Regions from separate parts of the Gossypium hirsutum genome. Here region 1 is linked to region 2. The links are chromatin contacts, called in public Hi-C maps. All regions are on one chromosome and are shown on one strand. The core of a region is the stretch at or near the end of the contact, and the rest is flanking DNA. Distances in the headings are between cores, read along the strand shown.

Evidence for each region. A called contact is a pair of places that touch in the nucleus more often than the background predicts.
Region 1: a Hi-C map of leaf shows a contact between it and region 2, with 4 times the contacts expected there. The contact joins the promoter of LOC107887152 here to the promoter of LOC121203073 in region 2. A contact is called at or near these places in 4 of 34 Hi-C or Micro-C datasets (all in leaf).

What each region holds. Positions count from the first base shown.
Region 1 is chrA03:56,651,262-56,657,899 of Gossypium_hirsutum_v2.1, forward strand. It overlaps LOC107887152 (calcineurin B-like protein 2), which reads right to left and starts at 4,177. Exons shown (of 9, transcript XM_041103838.1): 1 at 3,712-4,177; 2 at 3,484-3,537; 3 at 2,968-3,108; 4 at 1,638-2,554; 5 at 1,391-1,549; 6 at 1,150-1,232; 7 at 933-992; 8 at 799-858; 9 at 379-690. The coding sequence starts at 1,457. The coding sequence ends at 589. LOC107887153 (DNA repair protein RAD16) reads right to left here. Exons shown (of 17, transcript XM_016811307.2): 13 at 6,604-6,638; 14 at 6,359-6,511; 15 at 6,027-6,115; 16 at 5,853-5,933; 17 at 5,563-5,778. The coding sequence ends at 5,709.
Region 2 is chrA03:56,119,054-56,125,793 of Gossypium_hirsutum_v2.1, forward strand. It overlaps LOC121203073 (30S ribosomal protein 3, chloroplastic), which reads right to left and starts at 1,441. Exons shown (of 1, transcript XM_041099147.1): 1 at 644-1,441. The coding sequence starts at 1,296. The coding sequence ends at 805. It overlaps LOC107887168, which reads left to right. Exons shown (of 5, transcript XM_016811331.2): 5 at 1-114.

The DNA of each region.
Region 1 (6,638 bases), core at 2,927-5,426, 530 kb after region 2:
TTAAATTAGAAGTAAAAAATGACTAAATTGTGGAATTAATTGTTGATTTCCGTTTGTTTGATTGAAAATGGTTTCTAAAAAATGATTTCTGAAAAATGACTTACTTTTATGAAAAAATTAATATTTTCTGGTGTTTGGATGAATCTGTGTAAAATATTTTCTGTTGTTTGACCAAAAATATTTTATAAAAAACTGTTTTAAATGAAACAAACATACATTTAAGAATTTATTGTCTTTTCATTGTTTAATTGAGTTTATTTTATATCTATTAAATTTATATTTTACATAATGATTTATTTATAAATAAATATATCAAATTAAACATTAGACATTAGGAACCAATGCCAAAGAAAAGGATTCAAAGAGAAAAAAAATCAATTACAAAAAGAAATTCCCTAGTCTAAGAAAATAGATTAAATAAGAATATGTTTACACAAGAATACATAGTTTAGACACATCATCTTTGCACAAAATTCCATAATTCCATTTCCATACCAATCATTTACATCCAACTACTATCTTAACGTGATTATGACTTACAACAAGAGAGGTAAATAGAGTGACGAAGTATACAAATAACTAAAATATTTAACACATACAATCAATGCATTTGGATGGAAGACAGAGAGCACGAGCAAACTCTTCTAAACCTAGAATTTCATTATGTTTTGTATCAAACAAGTCAAATATCTGCAGTGAAATCAGAAATATATTGACAGCAACTCAAGCAATATTATGCTAACAAGAATGATTCTTTCAAAGATGGAGACATTATTAACTAACATTAGATAAAAATACCCGATCAGCAAATAAACTCTCCTTTTTGTTTGTTTTGAATAACGCCAATTGGAACTCCTCCTGTCAAATAGTAATACAAATAAAACTTAAATACTACAAATATGAGAGGATTAACTAACATTAGATAAAAATACCCGATCAGCAAATAAACTCTCCTTTTTGTTTGTTTTGAATAACGCCAATTGGAACTCCTCCTGTCAAATAGTAATACAAATAAAAGTTAAATACTACAAATATGAGAGGGAAAGAACCAACTCAAGATGAGGAGTGATCACCAAGCCAAAAAACTTGGCAAACATAACAAAAGATATCAATTATATAACAAAACGGGAACTATGAAAAAACAAAGACCTTGTTGATCAGCTCATCATCTATAACAGCATTGCTTATCTTCTTGAAATGCTCATAAAGTGCTTCTATTTCACTTACACTAACTGCATAAAGATGAACAAAAAGCAAATTTCAGTAGAATGACTCGAGAACTAAAATAACACAGGCAAAGACTGAACAAAAGTTAAATCAAGCAAAATCATTGAATTTATCAAATAAGCAATATAGGATAATATTTAAAAAGAAAAGAAAAAATGATAACATACAAATGGCCTCTCTTGCAAGAAGTTCAGGATCAACAAGACCTCTTGATTGCTTGCACAAATCATTATCACATCATTGCAGCACTGAAGCAAATAAATGCTTCAATCCTTCTACGCACTGCAACATGATATTCTCTTCACATCAATACACTCCATACCTAGGCAATAGCAAAAGAGACCAAAAATCTCATTCACGTCATTCTTTCCATAAACTTGATCATTCTAAAAGCAAACAATAGGACTAACCTTTTAACCATTTCTTGATTCTGCTGACTGAAGACCAAATATTGGAATTGGAATCTGATAAAGCCGGAGACCTCAAACTCAAAACGAAATCAGTTCTTATAATCAAACCATGATCTTAACCTTTTAACCTACTTGAATTTTCTTTTGTCCTAACAAATTTAAAAGCATTCCATAAGTGTTTCCCCTTCCTTATTTTTTGTGCATCGAGGAGCACATAAAGAATTAACTCCTCCATGTCTATTTCTCATACATGAGAGATCAACAAAATACAATCAGACAACACATACAACACTATTCATCATGAATCAAGAAACGCAAAGGAGAGGATAAAAATAAATAATCCTACCAAACAAAGAATTAACCATTTCATCCATTTTACAAAATTAAGGGTGATCACAAATCACCCATCTTTGCTAACATCCATTCCAGCATTGTAGTATAGAACATACAATCTAATAAAAAGTAGTTCAAAATCAAATATACATAAAATCAAACAGATCAAAAGGCCCAATTCAAACACAAAATCATTAACTCCATCACAAATTGAACCTAATCAAGATCCCATCTAATCAATTCCACAAAAAATAAAATTCATTTTAAAAAATATACAAACAAACCAAATTGCCAACTTAATAGATCTATTGAAGCGTAGGAATTAATTAAAACTACCTACTTTAATCTCACATCGATTCAAAAAGGTTTCTTTTCAATTATTATTGGGGAACAACCAGAGGGAAAAACAAATATATGAAAACAAAAATGTTATTACATTTTGCTAAGAAGCAAGCAAACAAATCATATAATTCCAGAACCGTTCTCAATTTCTCATTATTTCCCATAGTTAATTGTCTCACCGTCTATTTTGACAATTGAGTTTGGAACTTGAATCGACTGGTTTCGCTTGAACTGGCAAGTCGCTGAAGGGAAATAGACGAAAAAATTGAAGAGAAAAAATCACCAAATTGTTGAGAGTTTCATTTCTAAAAAGACTAAAAATGGCTAGGGCTTTTTTCTTTTTGTCAACGAAATTACTGCTGGTTGTTTTTTATACAGAAATGAATCCTGGGTCAGGGACGTAATGAAGGGAAGGGGAAGGAGAAGGAGAGAGCGTTTAGAAAGTTCTGATGCTGGGATTTTCCCCAAAAAAGACCTCATTTTCTTATGTTTTGTAAAATGTTTTACAGTGGAAAATCATTTTTAGCCAAACAAACACAGGATAAGGCTAAAAAGCTTTTACGAAAAAGTTTTTACAGGAAAACAAACGGAGCCTTAATGTTGCTAGTAAAATTAATATTACATGCTGGAAAATTACTAATAATCTTTTGCCTACTCTTGGTAATATTGTGATTCGGAGAGTGGCAGTGGTGAGTTGCTACCCTGTCTGTCGTGGAGCTAAGGATTCAGTTGAGCATTTGTTTCGAGAGTGTCCAGTCACAGTCCAAGTTCTGCAAGAATTGAAGGTGCCATTTTCCTCCAACAATGAAAATAATTGGAAACACTGGTTAGCTAAAGAATTCATAAACAGTACGTTGGAGACATGCATAGTATGGTTGGTCACTTTCTGGGCACTATGGTTTACCATAATCGAAACAGTATCTACCATGAAGTAGTTAACCGAAATGTGAAAGGGGTAGTAGTGTTTGTAAAGACAAACATGCACGAGTTGGAGAGTTTGGAATTTGCATTACCACAATTTCAACAATCACATAATATCACATGGGAACTGCCAGTTGGGGATACAATGAAAGTAATTTTTGACACCACATTCCATCAATAAATAAAGAAGGCAACAACTGGCATATTAGTTAGAAACAATGAGGGATTAGTGATTGTGGCGTGTACTTACCCGTATGAAAATATGGCAATTCGACAGCGGCAAAGGCAAGGGCGTGTCTCAGAGCTGTAATTTTTATGGAGGAGTTAGGGTTTCAAGAGGTAGTGGTCAAGGGGAATGCCTTGGCTGTTATAAAGAAACTAAGGGCTCTTGAGGAAGACAAATCGACCATTAGTGTTTTGGTAAAAGAGATTAAATTTAGGCCTGATAATTTTGAGTCAATGGAGTTTAGATTCATACCTCATCAAAGGAATCGTGCAGCTCATTTGCTAGCAGAGGAGGGAAAGAGATTCGGGGATCCTCGATTTTGGATAGAGGAAGCTCCAAGAACGGTGGAAGTAGAGGTAGAAAAGGATCGAAGGGTCATGCAAGGTAGGGATTGAATTAGGTTTTTTTACGTCGAAGGAATGATTATCTTTGGGACTCCGATGTGGTCAAATTTGAAGGAGCGAGATGGGAGAAATCGTCAAGATGCCATAGTCACTGGGAATGGAGAGATCAGATGCTTGATTAGCTGGTTGACACAGAATGAAGGCAAAAGCAGATTGAATTCATGTTGTTTAACTCAATAAGGAAAGATTTGTATCTGATTTGAAAAGAAGAAATAAATAAATTTAGTAATAAAGAAGTGAAAAACAGTAAAAGAAGAAATTTAAGAACAAACAACAAATAATAATAATATATAAAAAAAATAAATAGATGAAGTTTAAAAGTGAAAGATGGAACGATAGCAATGAAGGATAGAAAGATAGAAGTTCAATTGAACTCATTGAGATATAAATTTAACAAATTCATTTAATAGCTCTAATTAATCCTTCAAGAAATAATTCTGTTAAAGATGAAAAATAAATTCTCACGACTGCTTGAAGAAAATCGAGAAAAAACTATTTCTAAAAATTACGAAAGAAATCTTACTCAAAAAAATAAACTCTCCCAAAGTTGAAAACTTTGATTAATGAACACAATTGTGTCTTTAATGAATAATGAAGAAGTCTTTATATAGGCTAGTTAAGTATATCTAAATAAAACTCTAATTAATTTAAACAACAAATAATTTTAAACAAAACTTTATTCTTAATATAAAACTCCTAAATAACTTTAAATACTTAATAATTATAAAATATTCAAAATAAAAATAATAATAAAATAATAAGCCTAAAACTCAAATCCAATATAAAACACCTAAGCTTGTGGGATTGATTAGGGTCCTTGAAGTGAAATGTCTAAATTTGTTAACATTCTCCATATAAGCTTATTATCATAGATTGAGAATTTAGACCCATGAACAAAATTAATCTCTTCTAATTAATCATTATTCCAAAATTCACCATCTTAAAGCTTCAACTCTTTTTCTCAAATTTTTTTAATAATAAAATCTTAAAAGAATAAGTTAAAGTTTAACTTTAATTACTTAAATTTGGATCTCATTATTAAATCTTGAGAGAAACTAAACACATCTCTATTATGACCTTTAAATTGGACCGAAATTTCGTAAAAGGTCGTTTCATCTTTCAAAGTTTTAGGCTGTGGTTTTGTTTGTTTTCAAGTTGTCTAGTTTTGGTTTTTTGTTGTTTTTTTCTTCTTCCCAGAACAACCATTATGGCACCGTTCCTGATAGCCAGTCGTTGCAACGGTTAGTGGATGTAACAGCTCTTCTATTTTTTTACTTAATAATCACCAGCAGGTTTATTTCAGAAATTTATATATATTTTTAACACTTAGAATTAATTAAAATCTAAATCTAAAGTTGAATTATCCAAACATTTAATTTAGATTAATTAAAAATCTTCAAATTTTAATATTTTAATTCCCAACTAAAATTTTGAAATCCAAATTCTACTTTCTTATCCTGGTAATTTTTTAAATTTTATTAAAATTTGTATAGTTTTTTTTATAAACTTCTACAACTTTTTTTTAAAATTGTTAATATTTTTTATAGCTTTTTAGAAACTTTTAATTTATATATATTTGATTTTTTTAGATTTATTAAAATTTTATATACTTAAAAAAATTCAAAAGTTGGTATGAAATGCCACATCATCTACAAAAAAAGACTAAACTATTTGAACAAAAATTCAAAAAGCCAGTCGATAAATTCAATGAGTTTTGAGAGAGATAATGGCATTAACTATATAAGTTCCAAACATAACATGTCCCAAGGCAAAAACAGAAAAGAGAGAAGTATTTTACATTTCACTAGAACTTGGCTTCAACAACCCAACCCAACCCAGCTCAGCTCACACAAATAGAAATCTCATGTCTGCCTCCGTCAATTTTCCTAGAGCCTCTGTGGAGCCACCCACCGTCCTACACAACACCACAACACATTAAACATTCAAATTACTCCTTCAAATTTAACCAAAAACTAATTAAACTCTTACCCTTCAAACACTAATTCCTTCTTTTCTTGCAGCTTTAATATCCTCTCCTCTATTGTGTTCTCAATAACAAACCTCACAATCCTAACATCACACCAAAAAAGATGCAATTAGTCTCATTAACTCAAACCAGTCTTAACATTTTTGTTATAAATTAACTTCCAATCACAACCCAACCTTATTGGTTTACATTGCCCTATTCGGTGTATCCTATCTTGTGCTTGGCGCTCCACAGCTGGGTTCCACCAAGGGTCCATCAAGAAAACCTAATCAGGTCCAAAGTCTACCATTTTAAGCCTTTAGGAAAAAGAAATGTACACAAAGGAATAGCCAATTTAACCTAAACACTACAGCATTCATTTTAGATAAGGAAACGTTTAATTGCAAAATTTAAAACAAAATGTAATCCCAATAAGAGAGAGTAATGCCATAAATCCTTTTTTTTGCAAATGGATCCCAAAAGATATCAGAGATTAAACCAAACAAGAATTCAATAAGATATTGCTTACATGTGATGCAACTGTGAGATTAAGGGCAACACCTCCAGCTTTCAAACTCATGAGAAATATCTTGCAATCTGGATCCTCAGTAAAACTCTTAATTGCAGCATCTCTCGCAGCCAAGGACATGCTCCCTACTAGTTGAACACATTTTATGCTGGACTGCAAAAGAGGCCAATCTATTATGATAGCATCTTTTCTTATCTGCACAAAGAAACCATGACAGAATTTGTTTCGTTTCTCATTTTAGAGACCTTATGAAGGGAGTATTTTATGAGATCCAAGAAAG
Region 2 (6,740 bases), core at 191-2,690:
TCGGGTCTATAAGTTTGTTTGTTTGTTTCCCCTTGTTTGTTTATTTTCTTGAGACGTAAACTCGATGTTAACATTTTTGGAATTATTTTCGAAGAAAAATATGTTGGAAAACAAGTCGAAGTTCCCAAACATAATTATACTACCTTGCCTTAGCATGCAAGTACGTATCATCCTGCAAGGAAAAAACCAGAATGCAACACAACTTGCATAGGCTTAATGACTACACACAAGAGAAATCGTGGAACCAAAATAAGGGACTCATGGTTATGTGAGTGCATTAAATATAAATCCCCAAAAGGGGAAGAAGATGAAATTAAGTTGCAATATTGAACAAGAAGATGAAATATTGTCCTTTTAGCAGAAACATTATTTCATTTATCTTCAATCAGTACAAGTTAAAGACACCTAGGCAAATGCATGTTTGCATCTACCTCCACAGGCTACCCAAACTAAATAGATTTTCCTCGACAATGCTTTGGCTGGTAAAATTATACAAAGCTAAGGTAATTCTATAAAAACTAGCATCAAATTCGTATACCATCTACATCAATGACATGTAATGATCATGAAAAAAAACTAACTTGGTAAAGATTCATATCTAACAAGGATGAAAAATCTACAAATATGTGGATCACTAGGGAAATACCAACAATTCAGCAGTGTTTGTTATCGTATTAAAACCAACAATTCATATCTTAGTTCAGAGCTAAGAGGTTTCAAACCAAACATTCTCAAATTCAGTTGATTAACCGAGGCCATTTTGCATAGCTAAGACAAAAAAAAATTATATAAAGAAATGCACATCTAGCTCTGGGCAAGGTTGCCACCACTTTGCTGCCATAGATTGATGATATCAGTGGCCTGATTGAGAAGGATAATCATCTTCTTCTGAGAAATCCAAGGCTTACTTTCTAGAGTGGCCTTGAGCTCTTCCCAGGCATCTTTCCTTGGCCAGAAGAAATATGGACTTAGAGGAACAGTGCCGTGGCCCGGTATGACTTGATCAAGGGCAAGCCCGATGTTCTTTTCCATCCATATGAATTTCAAAACCAGTCTTGGCTTTCCAACTTGCTTGACCACCACCTCAGGTTTCTGAGGAATGATGAAGTCGGATGGTGTTTCAGTCTCAGTGACAGCTTCCGTGGCAGCCGAAGCAGTTAGTGTTGGAGTTTTGATTGTTTTCTTCAAAATGGGATTTTTGTTAAGGCAAAAGGGGGTGTTAAAGGATTTCTGATAACGAAAGGAATGACAAGTGAAAGTAGTATGGAGTGTAGATGAAGTAGCCATGGATAACATTTTGTATTGCAGAATGAGAGAGAGATGTGACGATGCGAGTCTTAAAAGCTGCTTTGTGGAGAAAGGATAAGGGATATGGGGCAATGGTAGGAATAGGAGGACATTGGCTTGGATTGGATCCTATGTTTTAATTATACTCGGTTTGCTCCTTTAACCTCTTAGCTCTATACTTTGATATAATTTCTTCTTCAAATTTCTTTTTAATTTGTTATTAACATATATGTATGTCTTAACCAAATGAGCGCTCTATATTATGTTATAATACGATACATCTGTTCATGGGTCGGTTATTCATTTAAGCCCAAAGTTCTGTTTAAAATTTAGGAGGATTTAGACAAAAATAATAAGTCTAAAAAATGAGCTTAAATAAAAAAATTAATTCCGTTTAAAATATGGGTCAGACTTGGGCTTTAAACATTCAAAAGCCTAACCTGACTCGGCTCGATCCGTTTTAAGTTTATAATATTTATATTATGTTATTTTTATATATTATGAAATTTAGAACTCAATAAAAAAAATAAACCTATACTCTAATGTAAATATTAAAATAATGTTAAGGTGACTATATAAAAAATTCAATAAATAAAAAAATGTATAAAATTATTAAATATTAAAATAATATAATATAAGTTTTTTTAAATTAAAAAAATAATATGGACGAGTCTAAAATAAGTTTGGGTTAGTCTTTTACAAATATGGACGGGTTTGAGCAAAATTTTAAATTCAAATTTTTGGTCAAACTGAACTTAAACAAATATAAAATATATTAATATTACGCTTAAACTGGAGATAACCTACCAATAAACTCCTCTAAATACAAGTTATGGTGCTCATAAATTACATTACTTATTATCTTAAATTAACGCCATTTATTTTAATAAAGAAACATATCGGTATGCTTGTTTATGTTTAAACTTTAATTTCAATATAGTGGAACCCAATTTTGATATATGCAGGTGAATTTTATATTATTTAAACTTATACTTATATTTAAATATTTTATTGAGTTAGTGTTATTTTTAATTGTTCACCAATTTAATTATTAAATTATAAAAATATTTAAAAAAAGGATATAATTAATATTGTCGAAACTATTTTTTTAGAAAACGGGGTCGACTTTGATTTTGAAAATGAAAACAAACAATGGGAGTCGCCACCAATCCTTTTTTATGAGGTGTGATCGGGTCACCTTAAATTAATCATTTTAATAAAAGTTAAGATTTACTAAAACGATAATTTTTGGTCTACGAGAATCAAAAAATGAGTTCGGGAGTTGGTTACGTACGAGGAAGGATTAGCACCCTCGTGATGCCCAAAAATTGGTACCTAGTTGATTAATTAGTGTCTTAGTGTCGAAACTTTGAAAACTTGAAAGACTTTAAAATACGATCCCTCTTTTTGTAGAAACACTTGAATGTTAAAGATCTTCTCGTCTCGAAATAATAAAATGTCACATCCAGTAAGTTGGGACACAACATCTTGAATTTTCGAGAACGAGCTTGCCTTTTATTTAAAATTTGTGTATTTTAACCTATTAAAAGGGTATCCGATTATTTAGAGTAAACGAGAAAAATCGAAACCCAGTAAGTTAGGGCACGATATCTTGAATTTCTAAATATCGAATATTACCTTTGTTTGCAAAAATCTTATCTCGGGGTATCAAGATATCATATCCAATAAGTTAGGACACAACACATCGTATCTCCGAGAATAAGTATTTTATTCAAAACTCGTGTTGTGATTTTAAAAGAATATTTCATTATTTTAGATTAAATAAGAAAAATCGAAATCTAGTAAGTTAGGGCACGATTTTTTGGAATTTCTAAATATGGAATATTGCTTTTATGAAAAAATTATTTTAATGTATCGAGAAAAAATATGACGTGATTTATAGTGAAATATAAAAGCAAATTATGGTACTAATACGTATAATAGCATGATAATAGGTGCGACAATATCAATAACAATAATATGAGCAATTATAAAAAGATGAAATAAAAGCAAGGCTAGTAATAAAAATAAAATAAAACAAATGCATAAAGAAAATGAAATAAGCAAATATATAAGTACATAAATAAATATATATATATATAAAACATGACAAAATAAAAATGACAATGATAACAAAAACGATAGTAATAATAATATTGATAATAATACTAATGATAATAATAAGAGTAATAATAAGAATATTAATATTAGTATTAATAATAATGATAATAATAATAGAAAATAAAAATAAAATAATATAGTAATAGTAATAAAAAAATATAATAATAATAATAGTAATTTAATACAATAGTAATAATAATAAAAGGGTGATAATAATATATTAAATAGTAAAATAAATAATAGTAACAGCAATTTAAAAAAGATAATAGTAATAATAAAATAAAAAATAACAATAATACATTATTAATAATAAAATCAGGAATAATAATAACAACAATAGTATAAAAAAAATTAGTAATAACGATCATAGTGATAATAATACAAAGTTACTAACATAATAATAGCAAATAAGTGAGCATGAAAACATAAATATAATTATAGTAACAATAATATTAAACTAGTTAATGAAATAGCAAAAAGAATAAAAAGGGACCAAAATAAAAGAAATGAACTTTAAGGGATAAATTAAGAAAGAAAAGCTGGATTTTGGACTAAAACGAGACACGTGTAAGGGAGGAGGGACTCATCAGGGAAATATCCCTTGTCCCAAAACGCACAGTCCCTTGGGGGACTAAATCGAAACAAAGTCGAAATTAAAGGAAAAAAATTAAAAGTAAAAAAGATTAGATTAAGACATGACAAAAATGTGGAAGGCCTTAAAGCGTAAATAACCCTTTTTAAAAAAAAGAGTGGATCCTTCAGGCGAGTCGAGTTGTGCATGCGGGTGAAGATGAAACGGCGTCGTTTTGATTCTGGGGCATAAAGCCCAAAACGGTACCGTTTTAGTACCAGTATTTAAACCAAAATTTACTCTTTTATTTTTTATTTTTTATTTTTCAACACTTCTCAAAAAAGAAAAAAAACAAAGGGAAAACCTCTCAAACTATCTCCCCCTTTCAGCATCCGGCCAAGGTCCGATCATCGGCCTGACGTCGTTCGCCGGAAATGAAAAGGTAAAATTTTTATTTTATTTTTATTTTAAATATATATGTATCCCTATATATATATATCATTTTTTTAAAGAGAAAAAAAATATGTACGTATGAATAGATTCAAAAAAGAAAAAAAGAAAAAAAAACACCTTGGTAGATCGCTTGATTCCGTTTTTGCTTTTGTTTGTAAGTTTCTTTTGTATTCCAAAAAGTTCCCCTTTACAATCTGATTTCTAGGCTTTTATATAGCCATTTTACAAGAGATTTTTTTTTATATTATTGCTGTCACTTCTATATTTATTTTTGCAGGTGCAAGTGGATGGTGGCCACAGTGGCGGTGGCAGAAGGTGGTTGAAGGTAGAAGGCCCTAGGTGCGGCGCACCTAGGGTTTGAAATTTCTGATTTTTTTCTTTTCTTTCTTTTTTTGTGTTGTTTTTAGGTGTTGTTGGGTTTGACTGATTGGGCTTTTAGTTTGGGATGGGTTTGTTTTACGAGCCCAGACAAAAATGGGCTAGTACAAATATTATAACGATAATACTTTTGTTTATCTATATTTTTATATTATCTTTAAATAAAACAATTAAAAAAATACAAATCTAAGGATCAAACATGTGTTTAATAGTATTAAAATACATGTTTATTTTATATATAAAAAAATACAAGTTTAGTACGATCATTATTAAATAAAATTTAAAAAGAATATTTTTAACATATGATATGATGCATAATAATACAATTCTTATCATATAATAATTTTTTTCACCTATATTGTGAGTATCACACAATTTAATTTAATTTATATTAGTAATAATGCAATTTCTATCATACGATGTGACGCATGCTTAGAATATACTCATGAAGTGTTCTTAACTGCATAAGACAACATCTAGATTTAATATAGGTCGTGAAATTTTCATAGTGTTGGGTGAGATTTAATCCACCTTTATTAAAAATAGAATGCACTTTGTAAATAAATTTTCTTCATATTTCTAATAAAATTCGATGCTTTTGCATTAATAAAAAAGTATTCAAAGATATTGTTATTTTTTAAATAAAATATGATTTACTCTAATATATGTACATAAATTATCATTTCATTAGATCACATTTAAATACTAAATTAAACTTAATATTTTTTAAAAATTAATGCAACACACATTTGATGAGATACCAATTCTGAATATTCCTCTTGCTTAATTTAGTTCTGAACTTAATTTTTTTTCTATATCTCAACATAAATTCAAAATTACATTTTAGTTTATCTCAGACGGCAAAAAATAATAGTAATAACATTTCGTTTTTAAATAAGAGTTTATATTTTTTAAAATAAAAAATAATTTGTATATTTTCAAAAGTCACCAAAATTATTTTTAATTTGTAATTGAAAATAGGTTGAGAGTGGTGGGACTCCGACTTTCAATTTTGAAATTAATTAAATTAGTTCTTCTTAAAAAAATTTAAAAGAATTTAAATTTTATTAATTTTGATACTGGGTAATTAAGGATAATTATAATCACAATGTTAATATTTTTCATTAATTGTACATCATTTTTACTAGTATAAAAATAACTTAAGCTTTCAATGTTTACATATTTTGTTAATTTGATAGAATGTATAAATTATTATAGCTAAATTTCTTATTATACCAATCAAATTTATGTAAAATTGACAAAATATATTAATATTGTGATTTGTTATTGTGAGTTACCTCACTTTCAAAATTCAGAGATATTGCTCTAAATTTGTTGAAAGAGAAAATTTTCTCAATATTAAAATTGAAAATGAAAATGGCTGAAGAGATTTTTTTACCATAGACTTAAAAGAGCAAAATCTTTCTTCCCTACTTAATTTGGGATTCTCTTAATACAAATACTAACGCAGAGATGCGAGCAAATTCAACGGCTTTACGGAAATCATCCTCAAAAGTTTGGCAGGACCTTTGTGATAATGTTCGGAGATGAAAATAGAAGGTGATTTTGGAGAGAAGGCTAGATACAAGAGGTGGGGCCTTCAGAAAATATCTACTTGGATCCTTGTCAATCAATGAGGCCTTTGGCAAATCTCGTTAGAGGGATGGCCGACGACCAGGGCAATTGGAGATGTTACGGCATTTTCTTTTATTGTGATGGTGCAGGTCCAGACCTTCATATATCCGATGAACAGCTAACCCATTATAGTTGGAGTCCTGGAGATGATCGATTGTTAGTTGCTTGGGCGGTTTAAGGGCCCTCAACGAGTGAGGCAGTTTTTATGGCTTTTATTACGTAATGAAGAGAGGTGAAAAAGGGGCTTTACAAAGATTGTATGCGGTAGAAGCCAAGAAACTACATTACGTGTCCT